Regions from separate parts of the Mus musculus genome. Here region 2 is linked to region 1. A link is a contact called in public HiChIP or PLAC-seq data. All regions are on one chromosome and are shown on one strand. The core of a region is the stretch at or near the end of the contact, and the rest is flanking DNA. Distances in the headings are between cores, read along the strand shown.

Region 1 (7,533 bases), core at 1,965-4,464:
TCCTCTCCAGTTCCCTGACAAAGACCTGGGTACCATGAAAGCAGAACTAAGAGAGTTGGTGAGGCCGCCCTGGAGGCTGCAAGCAGAGCTGGCTAGTAGAGCTGCCCAGCTGTTACTGATCAGGGTGCATCTCCGCACCCAGGGAGCTGAGCAGCCAGCTGAGAGTCAGTGGGCAGAGCCCAATAAAATTTCATCAAGCACCCAAAGCTTTGATCTACAATGAGGAGTGGATGGTGATGGCAATTTATTACCATATATCACTAGCAATGTAAGTAACCAAACGAAGGGTAGATTTGTTACATTTGGAAGTTTGTAGGGTTTTGTTTGGTTTGGTTTGGTCTGGTTTGTTTACAGATCATCATGAATAAGAGAAAAAATTAAGCAGTGTCGAATAAATTATGCCAAATGTCAAGAAATACATGCTGTAGAAAAGCAGATTTATTTGAAAGGAATAGCAAAGACCTTATGAGCCTCAATTGCCCAAAACAGAAAACAGAATGACTGTGAGGGGTGGATTCTTAGCAAACAAACTGTTGCTATTATACGGTTCTTTATGAATGGCTGCTAATATGCAGTGGTTATGACTGCGTGGAAGACGAAGAACACCCAGAGATGAAATGAAATTGAACTGTCAGCACAGGGAGAAATAACTCAAGATGGTTATTTTAATCTTGGAAGCGTTTGAAAGCATTTAAAACTATTTTGCAAGCATGTGCCATTGTGAGAATCTCTGGGCAGAGTAATTAAACAGTCTGATCCTACTAGAAAGCTACAGATGCGTAGATGTTCTGAAGATAGTCAAATGCGCATCGCCTGTGGTATGTGGTGCAGTAACAGCCATACCTAACAGACATGTGAGTTTTTGCTTTTACTCCTAAGGAGGAAAATAAATTGCTTTTCAATTCAACTTCAAAAATGATCTAAGACTTCAGTCTAAACAACACAAAGAACACAGAGCCAGTCTTAGCTTAATTCAGTGTATATAGCACAGTGTCCCAAAATATTTTGAATTACATTACTTTTCCTCTTTAGGACAATGGCTTTGGTGATAATCTGTCCTCTCTTTAGTTAATGGATAACAGCAGGGTTTAGTAAACATCTAGGCATGATCTCAAGGACTGACACAAAACCAAAACCTTTGCCTTTGGGTTCACAAGCATCTTCATCTAACTCTCTCTGTGTAAATCTGTCTTTGCAGTTGCGACTAATAGCAAAGACAAAGTGTTCAAGCCACCCGGCGCTGCTCTCACTCAGTGCTGCAGCCTCCTGCATCTGACCCTCAGTGTGGGAAGAGTGATAGGGAAGAACAAAGCGAGGGCTCCTGCCCCTTTGGACTCACCCAGTGGCCTAGAATAATGGTTTCCATTTCACTCTTTTCATTTATGGCCCTTCATAGAGTCTCCCAGGGAGCTCAGAAAACCACAAATGCTTATCTCCAGTGTGTAGCAACTCTGGTGTGTGAAGGATGACACACATCCCAGGGGTCCCTTTCCACGCATCTCAGGTAACTTCTGGAAGCGTCTCAGAACCCCGAGGATACCCTGTAACTTGAGTGATGCTGCTGCACCGTCCTGGGAAGAACATGGAGACTTTGACTCCTTCCCTCGCCAGTGCTGGTGCTAACATCAAGTCACTCCTGGGCTCTCAGTGACCCCAGAATGGCATGGTAGGCAAAGCCATTTTAGGGTACCTCTTAAAAAATATCTGTTCCTAAAAGATATGCATGAATAGTTATTTTCCTTTCCAGAATAAATTAATTTACTAAAATTGTAGACAAAACTCCAGAATATTCAGATAAACTGAGCTTCCCCGCTGTGACATTTTAGAAGGCTGGTAGTGTGAAGATCGTCTACAATTCCTGATTCACTTCTACACTCTCAGAAACTACTGTAAAAAAAAAATCTACTGGTATAGACTGTTTCTCAAAATACAAGTGTCCACACATCAGAAGCCAGAAGTCTGCATTTTTTTACTTAGACCCATTGCTGACGCTGAGAGCCCAGAGTGACAGATGCAGGTAACTAGCGCCTCCCAGGTTACTGACCTGTAGGGAATTAAATAAAAACTAGTATAACCAAACCTGGGTAGTTTGGTGGAGAAGCAGAGAAGAGAAAAATGGAAAAGATGATAGGCAGAAGCCTCAGAGACCTCCTGAGACCCAGAGAAGCAATGCAGAGCCCCTCCTGTCTAACTGGAAATCAGGGCTTCCCGCTCTAGCCAGGGCTGGAGAGAAAGCCACAGTGCAAGAAAAGTTACAGTGTTGCCCTCGCATCCAGCAGGTTCCATCACATGTTTCCTGCACCAGCACTATCATGTCATCTGCTTGTACTTGGCTTTCTAGTATCCTGACCCAGCCGTTGTGTGTTTTAGCTCTGGCCCCTGAAACGACACTTTTAAGACCCCTCAAGTGCTGTACCCTGAATAACAACTGATTTCTTGATCTAACAATTAGGCCCTCGATTACAGATTGTTTTTCTTCTGGATTCATGATCATTTTAAGATGCTAATGCATGGTAAGGAAATGCCAAAGACTACTTTTCATAATCTAAAATGTATTAAACGTCATATTGCAGCTGATGGTAGGCTTGCAAAGAGGGTGTGGCTTGGAGAAGTGGAAATTAGGCGAGGGATTTCCTGCACAGCCAAATGATCCAAATTCTTCTTCCACCCCTTGGAAGACCAGTGAGGCCTCAAAATAGAAACAAAGCCCCTGGGGCTGGCTTCACTCATCCTGCTGGAGTATTAACTGCTGACATGTGTTTTTAGGAAAATCGTTGCTAATGGAAACAGCTTCAGGCAAGCGGCAACGCCCAGGGTTCTCATGTGACCCTTGCCGTTCTGGGAGAACGTGACTTTACCAAGAGTCAGCCATATGTTTCAGTCAAGTTCAAGGAATTATTTTTGCTGGCCTGAGACCAGAACTGTGAAATAAATAGCAGGCATAATTAATTTTTAAGATGCGGTCAACATTATAAAGTGGGAATAAAAAAGCAGATAATAGCTACTCAAATCTGGCAGCCATGTACAAAACAAATTATAATCCATACCTAAGTCATGGTTTGTGCTTCAGATTATTTGATTTTTCCAATGGAAATGTGTCACCGAGCTCCTTCTTCTAAAGAAGGCTGCAAATGAAGGGCTTGATATGCAGGAGAGCAACAGCCGTTAACACGGTACACACTCACTGGAGGCCCAGGCGCTGAGCCACGGGTTTTGCTGAGCTGGAGTCAGACTAAGAACAATTTGGGTTTAGGGAAGACAAGTGTGGTGCCAGCAGCACGCTGGGCACATGGCTTGCATTCCTTATTGCCAAAGTGTTTGGAAAGATTCCGTCCCCTTTGCAGCATTCAGTGAGAGCTAAACAGTATCAGGCCATTGCACTCTGCCCAGTGGGGCAATAACTTTCTTGCTAAACTGTCTGTAGAGGATGTGTTTCCATAGTTCCTGAGAAGCCGTATGTGGAACTGGAGTGGATGTTATACGCCAAGGGGACATGTGGCACTTAGCAATTTCCACATCAGCATTGTGTTGTGTCATAGGAACTGAAGGAAGTGTGACAATCAGAAGACACATGGCACTGTGCATGTCTATTCCCAGCTAAAATCTGAGTTTACCATGACAGAACAATGGGTGAGATGGTTGAGGCTGCTGCAGGGTGGCCCCTGGGCTCTGTGTGGACAAAAGGCTCAGGAGCTTACCCCAGAAGACAATGAGCAGCACTGTCCAAGCATCAAGCACAGTTCCCTTACAGGGAAGCAATCGACACTCTGCACAGGATGGCTGATTGGACAATCACTGAGAAAACATTGAGCCCACACCACTTAGGATTTATACACTCGTGAAATTAACGTGGTGTTCCGTTGAGAGAGATTGACTCCCTAGTGGAGATCGTTTGTGGAGGAAGTCATGAAGTGGGGCTCGAGGTGTCAGGGAAGAGGGAGTGTCTTATATCTCCCTGCTCTGTCACCAAGAGGCACATCTGGGCCTCATTAGCTGTCAGTATGCAGCCTCCAGCTCTGGCCCAGGCATCCAGGCAGTTTTGCTTTCCCTGAGTGGTTTCTCACAATCTAAGGCCTTTCTGCCAGTCATCTAGGATATGGCCACCCAGGAAATGCCATTTGAACCATCACAGAGCAGAACGATGCTCTAACCTCTGAATAGGCTAGGCAGTCCAAATATGGGTGTTAAGAACATCTGTATTCCAATAGGGCTCACTTGATACCATGTCCTTCTAAAGGAAGGATGTTCAACGTGTATCTGAGATTACCCAGCGTGTTCTGAGAGCCCTGGTCTTCTGTGGATGTGGTTCCATTAGCCTAGGAAAATCCAGGAGTGAGGCAAGAAGGTAACAGTGTTAAACAGGTCTAGTGTGCCAACATGAAAGAACATGCCTCTCTGGATGTGATACCCAGTGGACATCTGTGCCCCTGAAATTACTGAATCTAACAGCACTTCTTTATCTCTATTCCTCGGGACTTCAGTATCCTTGAAAGAACCAAGGTAGGGCTGAGGCGGTTCATGCCAGCAACCCCAACAGTCAGACAGAAGCAGAAGGCCAGCCTGGGCTACATAGTGAGGCCCTTTCTCAAGCATACATTTCAGGCTTCTGGCCTAGCTACTCTATAGCTTGTCACAGCAGAGATGAGAAGGGTGTGGATTCTGTCTTGTTCCTGATCATTAATTAGTATGTTCCATAGTGGTGTGGCATTTCATCCTGCAGCTACCGTTGCCATCCCTTGTGGTTGGAAATACAATACCTTTGATTATCCCTCCGATTTTACAAAGTCGGTGCTTTGACTCTGGCCTTCAGCTGAGGCCTGAATTTACCAGCCGTGGATACTGGAGAAATCATTTAACCTCTGTCTCCTCATATTCAGTGGGCAGAAGATAGAAGGAGGCGTGTCATAGGAGACAACACAATTAAGCCCTGGTCAGGATGGCTGGCGCTAATCAGTCAGTGCTCAACTGAGACAGTGCTACTTCTGCTGTCACAAAGCATGGTCCTCAGATGTCCCTCTCAGGCACCCCTTAGAGTAAGAAGTCCCCTTGCTTTGAACAGTTCAAGGCATTCGTGCCTACAGATGGGTAGCACTGTGTAATCTGTGTGGAGGGGCTCTTCACAAAGCTCTTCAGCTCTGTTCAAGAAGGAAAAAGGTTAAAGGACTAGGCTCCCTACTCTGTGACACTGAGCTTTGTGAACAGGACTTGTACGCAGTTATTGCCTGTTGTCTTAGTCATTATAGAGGAAAGGACCAGGCACAGATACTCAGCGCCTCTGAATGACAGCACTATAGCAGGTGTTTGTTCATTGTGACCTGAGCCTGCAGGCCAGGAAGCAGATGGTGGTGGCTCAGTTTTTCACATGAAATGATTTAGTCAAAGTAAGAAAGCAAGTTAGGTAATCAAGCTGAAACTTGAATTCAGATCTGAGGCCAGATTTCCTGGAAAGCTGAGTTATGTGTAGCCCCTTTCCCCTCCCCCACCCCTCACTGCACTAGCATCCTCCTGTGGGCCATGCTTAAGCTAGCATAAATTTCAGATGCGGCTAATTCTTCCTGCTGGACAGGCCATAAGTAAGATGCATCATAATTAGCTATGTCTGATTGCCCTCCTGTTGTCCTGAGCTGTAGCCCCTAATTGTATAGTAGTGGGGGTTTCTCTATGGTGAGTTTTATCATTTTGACAGTTTGCTAATAAAAGGTCAGCACAGGTACAGAGCACTCTGATTTACATATGGCAAGTAAAGGAGCATTATGGGAAGTCAGCGGCTAAGGTAGGCCTGCACATTTGTTGCTATTGACACACATGCTGGGACTCCATAATTGACAAGAAATACTATTATTAAGCAGGTCTGTTGAGATAATTAGCACTCAGGGTTGCATTTTTAATCGGACTTGAGTCAGATAATTTATCACAGCAGTAGCAAGCTGTCAGGGTCACACAATAAATACTCATTAAGGCTGAATAAAGATTAACTGCAGGCTGAAAGAAAATTAGGCCAAGTAGTAACATTTGATTTCAATATTTACAGTGCTAATTTAGACTGATATTGGCAAAAAGATCAGATTCTCAAATGGAGCTCATTTGTGAGGGAAGAAGAGAGGGATGCTGTTGAGATGCCTGGGTAGGGCCTTCCTAAAGCTTAAAACTGTTCCCAGCTGATTGCCCAAAATATTCATTTTGAAAGGCTCATTTGGTGCTGCTGTTCTATGGGCTGTAGTGCCTCTGCATTAATAAGATGAAAACTCCAAACAGGAGAATCATGCATCTTGAAGGCATGCCTAATTTGTTAACATTAGATACTGCACTTTTAATTTAATGCAACTCACTTGTCTTTGGTTCATACACGGGCAGTTTATAGCACTTCAAGTTAATTAAAAACACCTACCATTAAAACATGCACCATCCTTAAAGCAAAAAGGAAGTCATTTCAGGCCACTATATTACCAGGCAAGACATTTATGTACTTGCTTATAATTTACAGTATAGTGAAGATTGGGAACCAAATGAGAACATTAGTATTTATGAATACAGTAAATTCTGTTGACAAAACTAGCGTAAAAGGTCAGAGACAGAATCCACAGTAAATGTGCAGTTTGTTTATCAGACTGAGAGGCTTAGATTTGAATAGTAAATTAGTTTCAAGGGCTGCTGCATTGGTATAAAACCCTCCTGAAAACCCAAGACCCTTGTGTGCACCCAGGCACCTGAATAACCCACCCCAGCTCCAGCAGACAGCAGCTCTCAGGGGCTGCGTTTGGCTTCATACTGTTTTTGCTGGAAGAATTTAGAGCAGCTTACCATCCTCATCAGAGAGATCTGTTAAAGCCTAATTGTGCTGTGGTCACTAAGGCTTCTCATAAGACACTGCCTCTCTCTCTCTCTGTGTGTGTGTGTGTGTGTGTGTGTGTGTGTGTGTGTGTGTGTGTGTGTGTGTGTTGCTGAGTGGGAATAAAGGTAGAGGAGCGCAGCTGAACGTTCAGTAATGAGCAGCAGGAGTCTGACAGTAGGGAAGGCACTGACAGCACCCTCCCTCCCACCCAGGATCCTGTGAGGCTTCTGAGAGCCTTTGCAGCCTTGCATAGCCATGGGCAAATGCTGTGGCTTTTCTCACAAGCCCTTCCACAGGGCCCAGAAATGAGCACGAGGAGGTCTTTGTGTTTGGGCCTGCTTTGAATGGCATGGCAGAGCTGGTACTGCATCTATAGGGATTAGGTACGTGGGAGCCACATGGCAGGAGGCAGGTTCCCATCTTCCCAGGAACCCAGTGACAGTGTACTGCTCTGTGTGATGCCGGGCCACTATAAACCGCAGTTGGAAACTGTTCCATGCCAAGGGAAATCACAGGCAATGTTGATTGATGCCTTCTCTACAGGCGGTGCAGACCTGGCTGGGAACTCAATGCTCAGGAAGGGGAGCCTGCCAGTGAGTAGGTACCTTGGAAGCCCCTTCCAGTGGTTGGTATCACTACTCCTGGTGGCATTTGCCCTGGGGCCCTTGGCTTGTCCCACCTCTGAGAGACCGCTTACTCCT
Region 2 (7,533 bases), core at 2,913-5,412, 65 kb before region 1:
AGGGCTCAGCATTCTTCCCACAGAGGAGTTTTAGGAGATGTTTATATGAAGTTGGTATAAACACGTTTCATGTGGAGTAACCAAGCTTTGCCAAGAATAGGTAGTTTGGGTAATTGATGAGGCGCCAGTGGACTCCGGTTACTTTTAATGACAACTGTGCCCTTGTTGGTATAAATCATAACACAGGAATGAAAATGATGAATATATTCATCTGAATAGCTCGTGAGAAGATTTACATCTTCTCTGTCCCAAGGGCAGTTAGGTCATGCTCGGCAGTCTTCTTAGTAAATGTTTAGGAACTACTTTTGGTGAAGACCAAAATAGAAATCAAAACTTTTATTATCTTCCCACCCTAAACCAAAAGACAGAGAGACATTACTTAAAGTGTTAAACCAACACAAAGATAAATAAAAACTATTTTAAAGTAAGATGGTAATTGACAGCCTGGACTTTGCATTATAAATAGTGGAAAGGTTCAGAGTAACTCACATACTTTTTTTAGTGGCGCAAGTCTCAGACTGACAAATAGATAAAGTGAGGTTTACAAGATCTTCCCCCCACCCTTCCAGAGGGAATGAAGCCAGGGTTTGAAAGGGCCAGCAGCCCTACCTCTGCAGAGCACTCCACAGCAAGTCACTCACCTTGGAGACTAACCTGCACAGGGTCTCATGGCTTTGCTCAGGATGCATGGCTGCAGGTTAGATAGTTTCAGACAGGTCTGTAATTGCAATGTCCAGACTAAAAGTTTCCAGGTCTCTTCTTCTGAACCTTGCTCCAGAAAGATGTTTGTGAAGGACATTTAAAACTGCCTTCTACACGCCTATAAAACTTGGCTACACCACAGTCAGGGCCAAGGCCACCTTCTGTATGTTTAAACTGAATATTCCTTTTCTGTTCTTTAGAAACGTGCTCCGCTAGCAGAGTCCCTTTAGGTCTCTGCAGGCTGGCTCAGATCTAGAGTCAGGTGGACCGCCGCCTTTGTTGGCGGTGCGCCGTTAGTTGGCGTGCTTTGACATTTATCTGACGAGCCAGGTGCAGTGTTAACTCACTACTCTAGGGTTGTAAGAATAACGATGTTTTAAATTAATACTCCTAAGATCCAATGGAGTAAGTGTTCCATTCACCACCACCATGGACTTAACACTGTCGTCTGGCCCTTCTGCTTTATCCCTGATCTGCTTCCTCCTAGAAATAAATTTCTGTAATTACCTGGGTACTGATGGAACTAATCTTCATCTTTCCAACAAATTTGATCCTGATATTTTCAAATTAATGTGACATGCTGCAAGAAGTGGTACATGCTTGTAATCATGTATCCAGTTCTTAGAATATAACACGGGATACATGGTTTTAAAAAAAAGCCTTTCTCAAATGAATAAATACATAAATAAGTAAAAATGTAAAGATCTTGCTTAAATGAAATTAACCAAAGCAGCCAGGTGGCGGCAGCACATACCTTTAATCCCAGCACTCAGGAGGCAGAGGCAGGCGGATACAAAGAAACCCTGTCTCTGAAACTAAAATAAAATAACCAAAGTGTCAATACTTCTTGTATAAAGCTTACTAAAAACAATACCTTACAAAGTATTTTTTTAAAAAAGATCTAAACATGAGTTGAAATTTTTTCCATATTTCACTTGCCTAAAATATTTAAAACATCTTCATTTTATATAGTGCAGGATTTCCTGGGAATTCCACAGCCTTCCCCCCCTGTTGTCTGTCCTTCTCTACTTGTGTCTTTAGTCTTCAAGAGCCATTTTTACCCACCATGAATCTGCTTAGGATAACGAATGCTATCGGTTGCTTCATAGAAACTTCCCGTACTCAAATGGGTCATTTTTTTAGGACTTGCTTTTCATCTGTTGGCAGTTCCTTTCAAGAAACAAAGTATGATGTGTCCAATGCTCACTCTTGACTGCCCTGTCTCACCCTCTTTCTTTCTCTTTCCTCTTAAGGTAGACATGTTTCTCCCAGAACTTACAGAGTACAACACTGCTGTAGCCAGCAGAAACAATCCAGCAGATAGGGAGTCCTCAGTGTTTTGAGAAGTAACTGACTGGGCAAAACATGGGAAGAGAGGCTCCGGAGCTGAGAGCCGTTTTCCTCACTGAGGCCATCTGCTAAAAAGAACTTACATAATAGTCGTTTGAATTATTGTAGCCCTTGGAAAAACTGCAAAAAAGCTATGTCTGGAATTTGGGTATTAACAAAAAATGTGTGCATGGTTTTGCTTTAAGTTGGACATGTTAATTATGTTAAATCTTTTACAAAACAACTTTTCACCTAATATGAAGAAGTAAATTTAAGAAACTCAGGGGCTTCTGTTGTGAAGTGGGAAATTATTCTTTTTTAATTAAATTCTGCATTTTAATGTAAGGAACTTACGATCTTGTTGTTTATTATCAGTCTATCAGTCTATTCCCAGACATATGGAAAAATCCACATTGGCAAAAATTTGTCTGAATTTTAGATTCACTTCTGTGGACCCATCACCTGAGGACAATGGCTGACATATTAATAGATGCCTACTACCTATTTGTTGAATGATGAGTGAATAAATAAATGAATGAATGCTTAGTATTATTTACCAGTGCTAATAGTGTTTCTAAAACAATAAAGATACTCTGAGATGCCAGATCCAGCTAGTATTACAGTTAAGTGCACTAATGTTTGTAAGTCTTCATTTGCATATGCTAATGAATGGATGTGGTTTTGATTCCTGTCTCAGGCAGAGTATTTGCTGTATAGAGAAGTTGAAATAAGTAGAATAGAAAGGTCATAAACAAGAATTTCATAAAATATTGTTGCATTTAGTCAATTAAGTGGGTTACAAAAAGCTTGATTTAATACTAAATGCTATATACCTTTAAGAATATAGTCATAAGGCAAGGCATGGTGGCATATACTCTTAATCCTAGCAGTCTGGAGGCTAAGGCATGAATATCTTTATGATTTTGAGACTGATATGATCTACATAGTGAGTTCTAGGCTAGCCAGAAACCCTGAGACCCTGCCAACAGATAGGTAGATATTGATAGATAGATAGATAGATAGATAGATAGATAGATAGATAGATTCATTCATAGGTAGATTCATAGAATATAGACAGACAGACAGAGGGAGCGAGCCATACTGTAGTTTGTGTCAGTTTGTAGAGTAGCAACTGGTGGTTAAACTAAATCCACAGAGAAATCATTCAAATTCCTCCATCTTGATATTTTTCAAGGGCTTCCCACATAGTGAGAATGAGAATGGACTCTATAGGCCCATACGTTTGAAGGCTCGGTCTTTAGTTGGTGGAACTGTTTGGGAAGGTTAGGAGGTGCAGTCTTGTTGTAGGAGGTGTGACCCTGGGAGAATTGAGGTTCAAAAAGCCCACTCCAGCTTAGTCTCATTCACTCTGCTGCCATCTTGTGGATTTGATGTGAGCTCCTAGCTCCAGCTCCAGAGCCAGGCCTGCCAGCTACCATGCTCCCAAACGTGATGCTCATGGACTAACCCTCTGGAACTAAGTAAGCCCCCAATCAGATGCTTTATTTTATAAATTACCTTGGTTATGGTGTCTACTTACAGCAATCGAACAGTAATTAAGACTGGTCCATTGATAGTTTTATGAATACGTGCTTCTTTAATAGTAGCTACAAGCAACAGAATAGCTGGAGTTTTTTAAGTTAAAGGGTGTTCTAAGTACTTGGGTATTGTTTTTATTCTCCAGAATAGTGCTGTTTGAAAGGACAGTTTTTTATGCCATACTGAGCTTGGCCTCATTTCAGTGAAGGGACTTCAGAAACGTTGCAGTTCTGGGAAACACGTTTTCAAGTAAAATAACTGGAAACGCATAGCCTATATTAAATTTTATTGTAATGTCTCTATGATAACTTGGGTTTAGAAATAAGTCTCTGTGCAATTGGCTGGTTTGTTCGGAAGCTGCGTAGTATTTGCTCAATGAAAGGCAGTTAGCCCTGCCTCCCCAGTTCCACTGCATAAGCAAAGAAAGAAAAGAGGCTCAGGCCTGAAGCGCAGCCTCCCACCAACTAGATCTCCCTGGATGTGCCTTTTGCATCCATGTGCTCTGATTTTCTTAGTTCTCCTTGCAGGGTAGTCACAAGCTAAATGTAGGTGAGTCCAAAGGCCGGTAAAGAACAATCCCTAAAGCCGTCTTTACTTTCTCTTTCATTTGTTTGGTTCTGCTGTTTGAGCAGACTGGCCTCTGAATGAGCTGCCTTCCCTGGGCTCCCAAGCATGTTCCCCCCTTCCTGCTCATCAGAGGCCCTGGCCAGGGATTTAGCAAACATTTTCCAGCTTTGTCATTTCAGAGACAGTAAAAAATTTTATAACATTGGCATTGTATTGGCTCATTAATGTTCTTTATTTTTGCTAATGAAAAACTTAAAAAACAACAACAACAACTCATGTTAAGCATCGTGTCACAAAAGGAAGGCTGAGGCTGTTTAATAACTGAAGGAGAGTGTGGCCGGTAAGCTGACTCCCTCAGTGTGGTCTCCTACTGGATGTCAGAAGGCTGGGCTGGTGCTGAGGAGAAGTTCTTCCCAAATGAAGAAAGACCGTTCCCTCCTTTGTGATGAGAGCAACACTACCCTATTCCCAAGGTACCCCCCCTTCTCTCAGCAGCCCTCGTGGTGGGCACAGGCTGAGACCAAGCATCCATCTTTCCTGTTTCCCAGGGAGAAGAGGGGGCCTCAACCCTCCTAACAAGCTAGCTCAGCTGTTACCATTTAGGGGCCTAGTCTGTGGTGAGCCCAGAGCTTGGAGTCCTAAATGCCCATAAATTCAAGAGTCTGTTTTTAAACATGGGTAATGGAAAAAGACACACTGGAGAATAGGAGGGAAGGTGTGAAGGCCACTCAGTGTAGCAAATCAAATGAGCTTCTGACGACGCAGTGGAACCCGAGGTAAGGAGAGCAGTGAATTATGTGGCTTATGCAGGTCTACCACGATCCTCGATGGTAGCCAACCAGTGAGTGGCTTGCTTCCATCCCCAGCCCTCGTGGCTCCAGCAATACTTAATTTGGGTTCTAGTCGGTTAAAAGCCTTTAGTAAGAGACAACTGGGTCTGGAGTTCTGGATTAGGGGCCAATGTTGTCTTTAAACTCTGGCCAGTTTCCATAAGAAATACTCTTTTTACAAATCCTCAAATGGTAAAACGCAGATGCTTCCTGACAGCTAGGATAAAGTTTGCAAACTTGAAAAGAACAAAAGCAGCCTGTGCAAGTTATTTCAGTAGTGACATAGTGATGTCCTCATTGGCTGGCTACTGGCTCCTTACTCTGAGGAATTTACAAGGAATGTATTCAGCAGACAGTTCAGGTGCACATGGTAGGGCACTTCAGGGATTTTGGTAGAAAGGACCCAATAGAAATTCACACAGCCAGGAACTGTCGATTTGAAGCCTAAATATTTTGCTAAGAATTATAGCAGCTGTAGTGGACTCTCTTCCTCTTCTTCTTGTGTTCATCTATTTGGAGACTGTTCTCTAGGCCCTAGGGTCTAGAGGTGGTCATGAAAGGCAGGCTGCCTGTTCTAGCTCTTCATGGCAGACTTAGAGCAGGTCTAGTTTAGGTTCTGCACTTTAGAAAAACAATCTTTTTATAGTTTTCCCAACCTTGTGTCATCTTTTTCCTTAGATTCATGTTAAGCTACTCTCTGCTGTTAGAACCAAGACAAGGTTATAAGCCTGAAGTCAGGCCTAGCAAGGTCTCTAGGGTGCAGTAATCTATGGCCCAGCCTGTCAGGGCTACTCACTTGTCTTAATGTAATTATTACTAGCACCCCTTCCCAGTCTAAGAGCTTGGATGACGAAGTGCATGGCTATCCCACTGACTGACAGGGTTGACTATGTGACTGACAGAATCCCCACACTTACCCAGATCTTTTTTTTTTTTATTAATTAGGTATTTTCTTCATTTATATTTCCAATGCTACCCCATAAGTCCCCCAAACCCTCCCCCGGCTCCCCTCCCCCCCCCCACTACCACTTCTTGGCCCTGGCATTCCCCCGTACTGAGGCATATAAAGTTAGCAAGACCAATGGGCCTCTCTTTTCATTGATGGCCGACTAGGCCATCTTCTGATACATATGCAGCTAGACACACGAGCTCAGGGGGTACTGGTTAGTTCATAATGTTGTTCCACCTATAGGGTTGCAGACCCCTTTAGCTCCTTGGGTACTTTCTCTAGCTCCTCCATTGGGAGCCCTGTGATCCATCCAATAGTTGACTGTGAGCATCCACTTCTGTGTTTGCTAGGCCCCAGCATAGTCTCACAAGAGACAGCTATATCTGGGTCCTTTCAGCAAAATCTTGCTAGTGTATGCAATGGTGTCAGCATTTGGAGGCTGATTATGGGATGGATCCCCGCTACCCAGATCTTCTTGATGGAGTTTAGTGTGCAGTCACAATAACAGCAATGCACACTTGAATAACAAACCTCCCCCCATATCTCTTCTAGACCAGAGGCCAGAACAGAAGTTGTTCTAGATCTTAGAGTTTCTGAAACATGGCCAAAGACATGTCTATTTTGCAGCAATCTAATGCCTGGTGCCACAAAGACAAACAAACACATTACCGTGCCAGAAGTGCAAGGCGAGGTTGAGGGCATACTTTTAGAGTCTGAATGTTCTTGACTAGTGATGTAGAGTAAGGTTTTTTATCCTTTAGTGATAATGTGGCCAGTGCAAATAGGATATACCTCTTCACAGTATTGTATTGTGAGTCACTAGGAACACACTCAAAATTCAGCACTGGGTTTCTACTGAATGTTTATTGCCTTTGCACCATCTGAAAATTAAACCTCTGTAAATGGAAGACTATCCGCAGAATTCTAAGCCTATGATTGGCCTCTTTGTTTATTTTCAAGAGCTATTTTTATTCTGTGTATGGATATCTAAATATCCATAGAAGCCAGAAGATGTTGGAACCCTTGGAACTGGAGTTATATACAGCTGTTAGCTACCATGTGGGTACTAGGAACTAAACCTGATTCCTCTGGAATAGTAGTCACTGCTCTTAAACACTGAGTCGTCTCTCTAGCCATCACCCCCTTTAAATTTATGCGTATATCTAGGTGTATGTATGCAGAAGTGTACAAGAGCACTGGACCCCCTTGAGCTTATTTCAGGCAGCTGTGAGCCACCTAATGTGGATGCTGGGAACCAAAGTCCAGGTCTTTTCCCAGGTCCCTTAGCCACTGAGCATGTCTCTAGCCTCGCATTACCCACATGGCCATCTTAGCCAGTCTTTAGCAAGCATGTGGCTTTCCAATTTGAGAAAGTTTGTTTTCAAATAACAAGTTGAAAATTTGTTTGTACATCGAGAAAGTAGTACAGATCTGGACTTAAAGTCAGGCTTGGGTTTGAAACTTAGCCATGTAGGGTAAGACAGGCCAGTTGGCTTTTTCCAGGTTTCTTGTCTGATTATTGAGAATCCCCCACATCTTTTTCTTATAGTGATTCTTGTAAAGATTTTGGCATAGTATTGCTGAACAAAACCTGTTAGATAGACTAAGATGCTTCTA

What was found. HiChIP or PLAC-seq counts read pairs in DNA pulled down with a chosen protein or histone mark.
Region 2: an H3K4me3 HiChIP or PLAC-seq map of the SCID.adh cell line shows a contact between it and region 1, with 13 read pairs. The contact joins two enhancer-like sites. A contact is called at or near these places in 1 of 39 promoter capture datasets (hippocampal neurons), 31 of 484 Hi-C or Micro-C datasets (B cells, the C10 cell line, the C2C12 cell line and 20 more) and 6 of 115 datasets of contacts at active chromatin or transcription factors (the 230-238 cell line, the SCID.adh cell line, embryonic forebrain and 3 more).

Annotation. Positions count from the first base shown.
Region 1 is chr6:52,857,357-52,864,889 of GRCm38.p6, reverse strand. All of the region lies in intron 2 of Jazf1 (JAZF zinc finger 1), which reads left to right. Among named protein-coding and RNA genes, the nearest start is that of Gm52903, 5.3 kb to the left of the region's middle. Within about 2 kb of position 3,214, at least 87 of the 459 cell types and tissues checked have an H3K27ac peak or open chromatin away from gene starts, as enhancers often do. A contact at or near this core is called in the SCID.adh cell line and uterus, where this site is marked.
Region 2 is chr6:52,923,015-52,930,547 of GRCm38.p6, reverse strand. All of the region lies in intron 1 of Jazf1 (JAZF zinc finger 1), which reads left to right. Among named protein-coding and RNA genes, the nearest start is that of Gm33219, 50 kb to the left of the region's middle. Within about 2 kb of position 4,162, at least 14 of the 459 cell types and tissues checked have an H3K27ac peak or open chromatin away from gene starts, as enhancers often do. A contact at or near this core is called in the SCID.adh cell line and uterus, where this site is marked.